Linked DNA regions of Mus musculus: region 2 is linked to region 1. A link is a contact called in public Hi-C data. All regions are on one chromosome and are shown on one strand. Each heading gives the region's core, a stretch centred on a gene start, on an enhancer-like site or on the middle of the called end of the contact. The rest is flanking DNA. Distances are from core to core; before and after follow the strand shown.

Region 1 (6,006 bases), core at 2,481-4,980:
TTTCGACCACATGGGATAGCAGCTTCCATCTCTGGCACTGTAATGAGTGACCTTACTCAGCATTTTAAGGATTCCTACAGCCTATCACACCCACATTTCTCCAGCACTTGGCAGGTGCCTGGCACAAAGATGCCCTCAAAACAAGCTGTCAGGACCCCGGAACTCAGTGAGTAACTTGGGTAAAAGGACATACAAAATCTTAAATAATCTCTCTCTCTCTCTCTCTCTCTCTCTCTCTCCCTCTCTCTGTGTCTCTGTCTCTGTCTCCCTCTCTCCCTCCCCCTCTTACCACCACCCCTGTCTTCTTTCTGACCAGACCATTGTCAGTTCAACATAAGACATATAAAGAATAGAATAAATACCTTATTGGGAAAAGATGAACTTGATCCCATTCATACACAATACACTTCAAAAAAGAGTTGTTCAGAAACTGCTCCCCTGTGCTACTCTAAGCCAACTTTGGAGGATAGATGGAAGAGCCACTACCCATAAACTGAATGAGCTTTTTTTGTGAGACTTTTCACTTGAGACCACAAAATCATACCAATTTTACTGCTGAAATATTTGACTGGCAAAGTTGGTAGATAGGGGATGATGGATGATAGAGCCGTGGGGAAGGAATGAAAGGAAACCCTTTGTGCCTCAGGGACCACTTGACAGGGTTCAAGGGCACAATGAAGAATGTTCTTTGCCTTGATCAAACTCCCAGTGACGTGTTGTTCTTGTGGGTTTCTAGCAGGTAAAATCTTTCCAAAGCCTGGTTGGACGCTGCCTGGTAGCCATGCTGGACAGCACTCTAAGAAGTAGGTCTGTTACTGTTCAGGGCTGAATCTCTGGCCTATAGTCTTATTTTTCTAACTTAAAGAAGAATGAAAATCAGTTTGGCAAGACCACTATCAGATCTTCAATGACTTGCCCTGGTGCTCATCTTGATGTCTTGAGGGACAGGACACGGTATGGTGATAGGAGTGTGCAGCTGGGACTTTACCTCAGATCTTGGCAGACCAAGAAGTACAAAACAGATGGGAAGTAGGGCTGACTCCATAACCCACTTTTTCCAACAATGTCTTGACCTCTTAAAGGTTCAACAGCCTGGGTCCAGGAGATGGCTCAGACAGTAAAGTGTTTGAAGTGCAAGCATGGGGACTTGCTGAATACTCACAACATACACTAAAATCTGGTATGGTGGTACATGGGCTGCCATTCCAGCACTGGGGAGGCAGAGACAGGAGAACCACTGAGGTTTGCTGACCAGCCAGGCTAACTAATTGGTGAGTTCAGTGAGAGAGGCTGTCTCAAAACAAATCACAGCAAAGTGATTGAGAAGACAACCCAGCATTGAACTCTGGCCTTCATGCATATACTTGTACGTGAAACCACACATACATGTATGCCAACATGGAAAAGATCCCACAACTTTCCAAAAGTTCCACCAACTTGGGAGACAGGTGATTAGGCACATGAGTGTATGTTGTGTGTGTGTAATGGGGGGAGGGCAAAATCACCTTAAAAGAAAGTGGAAAGCAAATAAAAAGATAACAAGTACATATAATTAGAATGAAGAGGTGGCATTTCCAGGTCATATGTGTGAATACTTCCATACCTTTCTGCAGACAGGTAACGCAATCTGCACTTGTGTACTCTGGGACTCCTAGTTCCTTCTCCCACTATATTAGTGGTAGCCCATGTGTTTTATGTAAAGATATAGCTGCAAAACTCCTTGTATATTCCCCCTCTCTTTTTTTTAGCATTACCAATATCAAGGCGATATTCCCCCAAGCCCAGATTCCATAGAGCATCATGCTAGAAGGTTTAAGGTCATGGAGGACAGTGATGTCCAATATCTCCTTCGCAGCATATGGAGTAATGCATAGAAATATGGGATTCTCTCTGACACTAAAGCCTCAGGACATTTGCTAATAAAAAAGACTCCATCAAAAAAAAAAAAAAAAAAAAAAAAAAAAAAGCTATGTCATTTACAGGAAAATGAGCTCAGGGCTAGTGCACAAAGGTCTGGACCAAGTAGAGTGTGCAGCTTCTTTTGGGGACCAGTACTGTTTCACAGTGGGGCTTTAAGAACAGTCAGCTATTGGATGGATCACAGGGCTCCCAATGGAGGAGCTAGAGAAAGTAACCAAGGAGCTAAAGGTATCTGCAACCCTATAGGTGGAACAACATTATGAACTAACCAGTACCCGGGAGCTCTTGACTCTAGCTGCATATGTATCAAAAGATGGCCTAGTCGGCCATCACTGGAAAGAGAGGCCCTTTGGACTTGCAAACTTTATATGCCCCAGTACAGGGGAACGCCAGGGCCAAAAAAATGGGAATGGGTGGGTAGGGAAGTGGGGGGGGGGTATGGGGAACTTTTGGGATAGCATTGGAAATGTAAAGGAAAATATGTAATAAAAATATTTAAAAAAAAAGAATGGAATCTGAAAGGACACCTTGATCCTAAGGCTGTGCAAGAAGGAGAAGACTCGGTGAGTAGAACACACTCCTGTCTCTTCTGGGTTCTATCTGATTCTGGCCCTGTTGCTTTCACTGAATCTGACCTGAAGCCTTCACAGGCATCTCTATCACTCTTCCTGCCCCGCCATCACTCAGACCACAAACCCCAGACACAATGGTCTCAGCCTAGTCACTCTGCCTCCTGAAAATCTCTCATGCTGTCTTCCTTTCTGTACTTCCATTTTCTTTACTCCCGACATCTAGATTACAGATTTTCCTTGTCTCTCTGTGTGTGATTATGTGTGTGTGTGTGTGTGTGTGTGTGTGTGTGTGTGTGTGAGAGAGAGAGAGAGAGAGAGAGAGAGAGAGAGGTCATTACATATGTGTACATGCGTTCTCATGCATGTGGAGGCCAGACATAACTTAAAATGTCATCTCTACCTTCCTTTGCCTTACTTCGCTGAGCCATGGTCTTTCACGGAACCTGGAGCTTCTGGACTCCGTTGGAAAGGCCTCCCAGCATGACCTAGGGAGCGTCCTGACTCCATCTCATCAACACTAGTTATACAAACCCTTGCTGCCACATCCTGCTTTTACCCTGATGCTGAGGAACCAAACTCAGGTCCTCATGCTTGGAGAGCAAACACTTTGCCCACTGAGCCTCCCCAGCCCCAGAGTCTCTTTACTGCTAGCTTTGATCTGACCCCACCTCAACCCCACAGACCTAGCGCATAAGCTGCATGCTCTAAGAAGCCAGACCCACCATTCCTAACCCGAGTGGCTCCCTGTGGCTGCAGGAAAATCTAAGCTCTTAACGAATGAGAAATGACCCTTTCTGATTTTGTCTAATTCTCCTTAAACACATCATCATGGTACATTAAGCATTTTATCTTAATTTAAGACCCACGTCGTTCGTTGGCTTAACGGAAGCCTTCCTTCGAGAATAAAGCCTTTGTTATGAATTCCCAGTCATTTTTCTTATATAATCCTTGCTCTGAAAATTGTCTATAATTTCCAATTTCGATCTTTAAAATAAGGGAGAACTCAAGCAGGGGCAGGTATTTTTAAACATATATGACTCTCTCCAGGCTTTTAAAATCATCCCGCCCACACCCATTTCAGAGAGTATTTTTAGCGACTTCCATTTACAGAACAAGCTTTTTTCCAAAGAACTAAACTTAGTTTTCATGGAAACAACTCTTGCTTTTGGCACGCCTGTTTCATCAGCTTCTGTAAACTGTTTAATTACAACAGCAAGCACAGCTGATCTGGGAGGCAGGATGCCTGGCCGGCAGCAGAGGGACAGCACTGGCAGACAGCCAGGCTCTGTCATCCCTGAATAAGGTAGCCAGAACATAGGAATCTTTGCTGGCACAGCTGCCCTTCTATCTAACCTCAGAATGCCCCTGTCCAGATGACCCAAGGCTCCTCTCTCATTGTCCAAAGCTTCTGTCTAATTCCACTTTACCCTCAGTTTCTCACTAGGACAGCTTTTACTTTTTTTTTTACTTTTTAAAGTCATACACACACACACACACACACACACACACACACACACACACACGGTGCATTGTGGTTATATTCTCCTCCATTACTCTTCTGTATCTCGCTGTGATGCTTTGTATGTGCTCAGCCCAGGGAGTGGCACTATTAGAAGGTGTGGTTTTTTTGGAGTAGGTGTGTCACTGTGGGTGTAGGCTTTAAGACCCTCATCCCAGCTGCCTGGAAGTCAGTATTCTGCTAGCAGCCTTCAGATGAAGATGTAGACCTCTCAGCTCCTCCTGCACCATGCCTACCTGGATGCTGCCTTGCTCCCACCTTGATTATAGACTGAAACTCTAAACATGTAAGCTAGCCCCAATTAAATGTTGTCCTTTTGAGACTTGCCTTGGTCATGGTGCCTGTTCACAGCAGTAAAACCCTAACTTAGATGCTTGGTATCTCCTTTCCTTTTATCCTTCTTCCACCTAGAGCACCCCACCCCCATCCCAACCCACCCTTTTGGCTACACCTCTGGAGAAAGTGACACACCCTCTTCCAACATCCATTAGCAGCCATCAGCTCCTCAGGAACCGTTAGCATCTCATGGTTACCTCTTCCATCCACAGTAGCATACGGGAGGGCCTGCTTCTGTGCAAGTGTTCATAGTCGCTGTGTGTTCATGGTTGCAATGGCTACGTCCTATCTGGATGACAGTGCATTGTGACACTCCTCCTATCCTCTGGCTCAAAATTCCTTCTACCATCTCTTCTGTAGTAGTCCCTGGACCTGGGGGGTGGGGATACAGATAATCCACGTAAGCCTGAGCTCATGTCAATCACGTGTCCTTAGTACTTTGACCAGATAAAAGTCTCTGCATTAGCTCTCCTCTTCTGCCCTGGAGTGAGAGTAGGACTAGGCTACGGGCATAAAGGTGAATACTTAGAAGGCAGTTTGATGTGTCTGTGATCTTCCAGTCATTATCCTTTGACCACGTTTGTAATGCGTTAGTTATGTCTTCCCTTGTATGAAGAGGATCTCAAGTTCAGACACAAAGTAACTGGTTATCCCACAAATAGTCATGCCATTATTGTTGCAGTGACCATGTACTGCCTGTGGGGGGCAGTATTGTAGCACACCTGGGTATGGTTAGCTGACCTACTTTTGCATTTCCTCCTACGGTGGCTTACATAGCACCTTCTGGCACTATCAACGCAAGTCAGCAAGGAGGGAATTTCCAATCCAGTTCTATTTTGATTTCTTTGTGTTCTATAACCAATCTGTGAGGTATTTTGAGCAATAGGGCCTTACCATCTAGTTCCAGAAGATAATTGATGGTAATGGCGGTAGTGTGAATTCTTCTGGAGGCCTCTGGGACCTTCCCAGCCAATAACTACAAAGGTATCTTATACCTGGCACTTGTTTAAAAGCCTCTAACTTCTGGATGCTGCATTCTCTACCCATGGAAGCTACCGCTATTCATTTTTAACTTGTTATTTTATTTATTTATTTATTTATTTATTCATTCATTCATTCATTCATTCATTTATTTAATGTATATGAGCATGCTGTTGCTGCCACACAAGAAGAGTACATCAAATCCCATTACAGATGTTTGTGAGCCACCATGTGGTTGCTGGGAATTGAACTCATAACCTCTGAAAGAGCAACCAGTGCTCTTAATGGCTGAGCCATTTATCCAGCCCCGTTCTTATGTTTTAATTGTATTTTTCAATTTATAAAGTAGTAGAGTTTCATGTACTTTGATCACCCCACCAACTTCTATTCCAGGGGACCTAAGGGAATTTACTTTCAAGTTTACTTCTATCATCCGGGACTCTACCCCATGCTATCAAAATATCAATCTTAAGGCCTACCCAGATCTGAGGAGATAGCTCAGTTGGTAGATTGTTTGCCATGGAAGTGTGAGGGTCTGAGCTCAATCCCTAGCACCTACATAAACAAAACAAAACAAAACAAAACAAAACAACAAGCTGGGTGTGGTGGTACATTATTGTCACCCCAGCACTGGGGAAGTAGAGACTGGCAGACCCCTGGGGCACGTGCACCAGTCAG
Region 2 (6,006 bases), core at 1,428-3,927, 240 kb before region 1:
CTTTGGAAGTGTTGGGAGTCTAAGATTAGCCCGGGATGCACAAAACCCTGCTTCAAACAACCCAAACCAAACCCCACTACCACCAAAACAACAACAACAACAACAACAACAAAACCAACCAATCAAACAACAACAACCGAAAAGAAAAATGGACATCCATGGGCCTTTCTGATAGCTGTCATATGGATGAAAGGAGAGACTTCATCAGGGCAGTCCAGAAGGCACCTTGGCAGAGACCTTCCCTGCAAACAGGCAGGCACTGGAAGGCAAGAAGCTTGGAGATGAGGATAATAGACTCAGCTTCGCTCTCCTCTCTGTATTTTGTGACCTTTGACTGGATGGCACAGATTTTCAAGTGAGTATCCCCAGAGGGGGTGGGGTGGGGTGGGGGAGGCAAGGAGTGATGTGCTGCTGGCTGTTGCTCTGGAGAGCTGGCACAGAGCAAGCCAGTCTCTGTTCTGTTTGTCTTGTTCGCTCTAATTATGCATCTCTCCAGGGAAAACAAACAAGCAAACATTAGCAGGGAGAGCTTACTTCCTGATTCGAGGGATTTGGAGAGATGCACGTTCAGATGGGGACGCTCTCTAGAAGCTTCCCCAGACAAGGCAGGGCAGGTGCATGCCCCACTGTTGACCTTGTACTTACCAAGGGAAGATATAAAAGCTTCCAGAAGTTAGAGATTCACAGATACTAAGGTTTACCATAACTACTGGCTCAAGCAGATGGTACCTGGTTCATTACCAGTTTGTCATATGTCTGAGAGTGACTCTGTCCTCAGCCATTCTGTAGAATTGAAATGGAGGGCAGTGTTAAACTTCAGCTCTGTCAAAATCACGTGGAAAGCACGCGAGCCTAGTGTTTAGGAGGTTTCAGGGTCTGAAGGAGCCTGGTGTTTGTCTACAACTAGATCACCTGGTCTGGGTGCTATACATATGGTCCTTTTCTGCTAGAACTCTAGTTGGATCTTTTCCTAGTCTTCACTGGTTAGTTGGGACTTTAAGAGTGTGTCTTGCCCATGGAGCCTCTCTTCTCTGAGCCACACGGATACCTGGGACTTGCTTTCTTGTCTGTAGTGGCTGGGTTTAGATAGGACAACCCCTGTGAGTAAGTGCAGGAGACATCCACAGAGAAGAGCGCAGGGGATCCAATCCAAACCAATGCCTTCTTAGAAAGCCAGGGGAGGAGGGAGACTTCCTTCTTCTCTGGAGAACTGCTCTGGATCTTGATTCCCAATTATCCTGGGTTTGACAACTAGATCCAAGGCCCTCTAGCCATCCGCCACGGGCCCTGTGTCAGCTACAGTTTTCTCTCGCAATACCCTTCCACCTAGGAGTTCTAAAACTGCAATCCAAAGGTCGGCTGGGTGGTCTGATAGCAACAGTGAGGACATAGGAGTGAGGCAAAAAGTCACAGCTGAGCTGGCTAACATCTGACATTGGGGGCCTCAGGCCTGTGATTCCCCTCTAAATGCAGAGGCCTTAGCCCAATGCCCAGGTTCATCTCAGAGGCATTCTTGGGTCATATCCCAGGCCCTCAGGGACAGACTGACAGACTTAAGGACTAGTTGTCTTTGTGGCTGGCAGACACTGTGGCCCCTTGGAGGCAACTCTACTGGATCTTTAGAACTTATGAATTAAATGTACAGAGTAGACTGATGACAGTTGGGACCAATTCTGGATCATCTCAGAGCCTCTTAAATGTGGAGTATATTCTCCGCTAGATGGAGATAGAAAAAAATAGGGGTGATTTGAAGGTACAGTTTGGATTTGACCTGTGAATTCTGACTCTGAGATGCAGGGCACCCGAGGCAGCCCCTAGAAAGCACAGCAAGCAAGCTGCAAAACAGTCACTGCCAGGACCTGACTTTAGCGATTCATTGAGTGGCTATGAAAGCTACCCCCAACCCCAGCTCTCACCACAAATGAGTCCCTCAGCCACCACTACACGCACCTTGGTGCTGCTGCCTCTGACATTTAACCTGTGAGTCAGCGAGTCTCTTGTTTTAAACCTGTCTCAATGTGTTAGAGGAGCCATAGAATACTGGTGCAGAGCCCAGAGAGAAGCTAGGGCCACTGGCTTCTTTCCACTCCACTAAGAAAAAAAACTACGGCATGATGGGTAAAGATGGAAGGCACTTTATCAAAGGGAAGGTGACACCAGGGTTCTCCAGAGAAGCCTGGATTCCTGGAAGAGACAAATGCCCTCTTGTGACTTGTGAGATAGTAGTCTTCGGCTGGCTCTATTCTCTCCTACAGAGCCACACTCTGGACGGTAGGCAGCAGGGGTTCCCAGGCCCTTAGGCCCTGCTCCCAGGGAACTTCCTCCAGGGAATCCGGGATTCCTCCACGGTCTGGGGCAAAACGACTGGAGGGCAGCCTGCTGGTTATTACCTTAGCCAGTCTTAATCAGATTTGTTCTGCAAAATGAAGGAATGGAAGACACAGCCCTATAGTTCTCTCCACGATCACCATGCCTTACCTCTGCAGAAGGGGTGCCCAGGAGGACAAAATATCGGCCTCCTAGAAATGCAAGGAAGGCTGGTGACAGTCTTCTAGTGGCCTTCAACACCTGCTGGAGAGGCCCTGGGCGGGTAGGAGGGAGGGTGGGTCGGCCGGCGCCTAGCCTCTCCTGGGCGCGCCCCTGCCCGCCCCACTCCGGCCCAGCCCCGCCCGTCCGGCCTGTCCCACCCACCATCTGCACCCGCTGCAGCGCCCGCGCCCCTGTCCCGCGCCGTAGTCGTCATTTGTAGCCCGCCTGCCGCTCCCGGGGACCCGATCCTACCCTGGGTGCGGGGCAGAGCGGGCATGGCCCGTCTGGGGACCGCCTGCCCTGCGCTGGCGCTGGCCCTGGCACTTGTGGCGGTGGCCCTGGCTGGAGTCAGAGCCCAGGGCGCAGCCTTCGAGGAGCCTGACTATTACAGCCAGGAGCTCTGGCGGCGCGGGCGCTATTATGGGCATCCGGAGCCTGAGCCGGAGCCGGAGCTCTTCTCGCCTTCAATGCATGAAGACCTTAGGGTGGAGGAGCAGGAACAGCAGGAGCCGCACCAGCAGGGCCACAGAACTCCCAAGAAGGCCATCAAGCCCAAGAAGGCTCCCAAGAGGGAGAAGTTAGTTGCAGAGACGCCTCCACCAGGTAACTTTTGCATCGGGCAGCCCGAGGGGGCGCCAGCGATCGTGGCACTCCAGGGGACACCTGGCTTCCAGTATGTTTTCTTGAGTGAGCCCAGCCAAAGTCCTGTGGTGCCTGTGTTATTCCCTAGAGACTACATCTGAGCTAAGTTCAGCTTTCTCTCCCTGCCCCCTCAGGCAGAAACAGAATGGAGCTCTTTGGGAAGCTGCCTGGGGAGCGGCCCGGTGTCCCAATGCTCGCTGGCACAGCCTAAGGAGGCATCTGTTGCTTCTTCCTGCTCTGCTTATGTATTCAATCTTTAGAAGTGTTTTTTTCAGACCGATTTTATCAATGGGCATGTGACCGGCCGGTGTCACTTGGCAGATGGCCTTGGCAAGATTCAGTCAGTGACCTTTATTCAGACAGTGCCCTTCTCAGCTCCCTCCACCCCAGTCAGTGGGGCCCTTAAATCCACTATGCACAGAATGGCACAGTCCCAGCTGCAGACTTTGGATCACTCTTGGTCCCTGTAGCAGCCAAGATTCTGCCTTCTTGGAAAGGGCAGACTACAGGAGCCCTGGAAAGCTCTGAGTGCCTGGCAGCCTGGGATGCTCTACCCATCCCTTGGGCCAATCTCAAATCCATCCTCACTTTCTTCTAGTCCAGCCTGTATCCCAAACCTGTGAAGAGGGCTTTCTCTTAACTGTTTCAGATAGTGATTGCTCAGTGCAGGAGCTGTGTTCCCACTATTTCAATCACAGGAAGCCAGCAGGACAGTGACCAAATTCTATGGCCTTTGCGTTTCTTTGCCTGAAAGGAATCACGTGCCAGGTCACAGAGCTCTGGACTCAGAAGTGGCTTTCATTTGGTTAGACGAATATTAAATTCACCAGGCGGGGTGGCAAGGGAAGATGCTGACACTCTTGAGCCCCAATTTGAGGCTATCACCTTTGTATATGGCTGAGTCCCTGCCGTCTGCCATTGATAGTTCCAAAGGTTGGGCAAACCCAAATAGAACCACAGAGACTGTCTCTCCTTTTTCTGGGGGATGATGGAGATTAAGAGGTAGAAAAGCTGCCGTGGCTCTACATGAAGGGGTGGGATGTGGCGCTGAGTTTGGTAGTGTCCCATGGTCTCATTTAGTTCTCTTCTGGCTCTGGAAGGTGGCTAGCCCTGTCATGTTACAGATTAGCAGCCTTCAAGCAGGGGAAGGTAACTTATTTTGTCATTGTTCTGCTTGGGAGAATTGAAAGCCCGATTTACCAGCCAGGTCGTGGGGTTACCATTTTGGGACCTGGAATTTGAGTTCTACTTTTTGAGCCTCAGTTGCTTCACCTGCAGATAGAAAGAAAAGTGTCTGCCATTGCATTGATGCTGCCAAAGCCTTCTATAGTGTCCGTTAGTGTGCCCTGAACTTTGAGGTGTGCTTGTTGTGTGGGAGCTCTTCATTTGTTCTACACATGGTTTATAAGTGTCTGCCCAGCACTGTAAGGCGAAGCCCTGGGGAGAGAGAACATAAGGTGGAGAGGCCGTTCCTCCAAGGACTTCATAGAATTGTGTAACTTTGGGGAAGTAATCACAAGTGTGCTGAGAGTTGCATAGAACATGGAATATCAAGAAAATAAATGATAAAAGGGCCAGTGTTTCCCAGGGGGAGATGACTAACTAGGCCTGATTAATAAGCTCACTTATTGTTCGAGTATTCTCACTAGTGACCAATTACAGTCTTTCACATCCTAGGCTAATCAGTGCCTCCAACTAATGTGTCTGGGGGCTCAGTTATCACAACCTGGAAGTGGATCTCCTTTCTTGGAGCATTGGTGGTTATCAGCCTAGGAATGGGGGGTCTCTGAAAGAGAAACCAGGTATACTCTGTCATTTGCTTTTGGACAGCCATCTTGCAGACAGAAGTTGGCCATGGGACAGGTAGTTAACTGTTCCTGGTGAATACTTAGCCACCAGGTCCTGTCTCCAAATGGAAGACACACCCCAAAGCACCAGTATCAGGCTCACAGGCCTTGGGGGAGCTGCTTCCTGGCTCATTGCTCTTTCAGCCATTTTCCTAGTGAATCAAGTGGGGCATTTTAAAGCTTCCGCAGCTAGGATGAGTGTGACATTCATTGCGTAGTTTAAATTAATGCCTCTCTGTCTCCCTCCATCTCCTCCTGCTCCCCCCTCCTCTGTGTATGTTCAATAAAACTTTCAACTGTGGATCAAAAAGTCAAAGCTGCATGCAGTAGGGGAGAGATTAGGTTAGATTAGATTAAAATGATCTTGGTTAGGGGACTGCAAAATCTGTGCACTTCAACTGCACAGAGAGGAGATGATTACACCCCACTGAAAGTGGTGGCTTGTACTTTGCAGACACAATGTTGGAAAGGCACTTTTCTGTATGGCCGGCTGTTTTATGAGCGGGTTGCCAACCTTAGACATGTGCTTCAGAGGAAGGGAGTTGGTGTTCTGCTCTGGATGTTAGATGTAAATTTCGGGAGTTTACTGCATGACTGGGTTCCAGGACCAGCTAGGGGCTGAGGTGGGAGCAGAGGACAAGATTGAGCAGAGAACTAATTTGGGTAGCACGTGCACATCGTATTTGGAGACAGTGAAATGTTTCCCACTTAGCTCTTGGGAGCTAAAAGTTGGAGTTGGTAAAGGAGATATTGGAAACGTGTGTGTGTGTGTGTGTGTGTGTGTGTGTGTGTGTGTGTGTTGAGTACCAAGAGGGCATTTGTGTGGATCCCTGAGGAGGCTGGTGCAAGGGGTATTGGGTCTGGCTTTGAGTTTTGGCTTTAATCTTTAGTAACCAGAGAAATGCCCTATGGATTCCATGTGCTGAGATCTGTGGAATTGGCTTGGAAAATGGACACCTTTAGTCAACTGAGAGTACCACTGAGCATT

What was found. A called contact is a pair of places that touch in the nucleus more often than the background predicts.
Region 2: a Hi-C map of cortical neurons shows a contact between it and region 1, with 4 times the contacts expected there. The contact joins the promoter of Cpxm2 here to the enhancer-like site in region 1. A contact is called at or near these places in 16 of 39 promoter capture datasets (the 3T3-L1 cell line, the HPC-7 cell line, HPC-7-derived erythroid cells and 9 more), 4 of 484 Hi-C or Micro-C datasets (cortical neurons, embryonic stem cells and nephron progenitors), 9 of 115 datasets of contacts at active chromatin or transcription factors (embryonic basal ganglia, embryonic forebrain, embryonic midbrain and 4 more) and 3 of 9 other capture datasets (adipose tissue, liver and pancreatic islet).

What each region holds. Positions count from the first base shown.
Region 1 is chr7:131,907,500-131,913,505 of GRCm38.p6, reverse strand. No RefSeq gene overlaps it. Among named protein-coding and RNA genes, the nearest start is that of Gm34725, 53 kb to the left of the region's middle. Within about 2 kb of position 3,730, at least 11 of the 459 cell types and tissues checked have an H3K27ac peak or open chromatin away from gene starts, as enhancers often do. A contact at or near this core is called in cortical neurons, where this site is marked.
Region 2 is chr7:132,151,412-132,157,417 of GRCm38.p6, reverse strand. It overlaps Cpxm2 (carboxypeptidase X 2 (M14 family)), which reads left to right and starts at 2,677. Exons shown (of 14, transcript NM_018867.5): 1 at 2,677-3,132. The coding sequence starts at 2,805.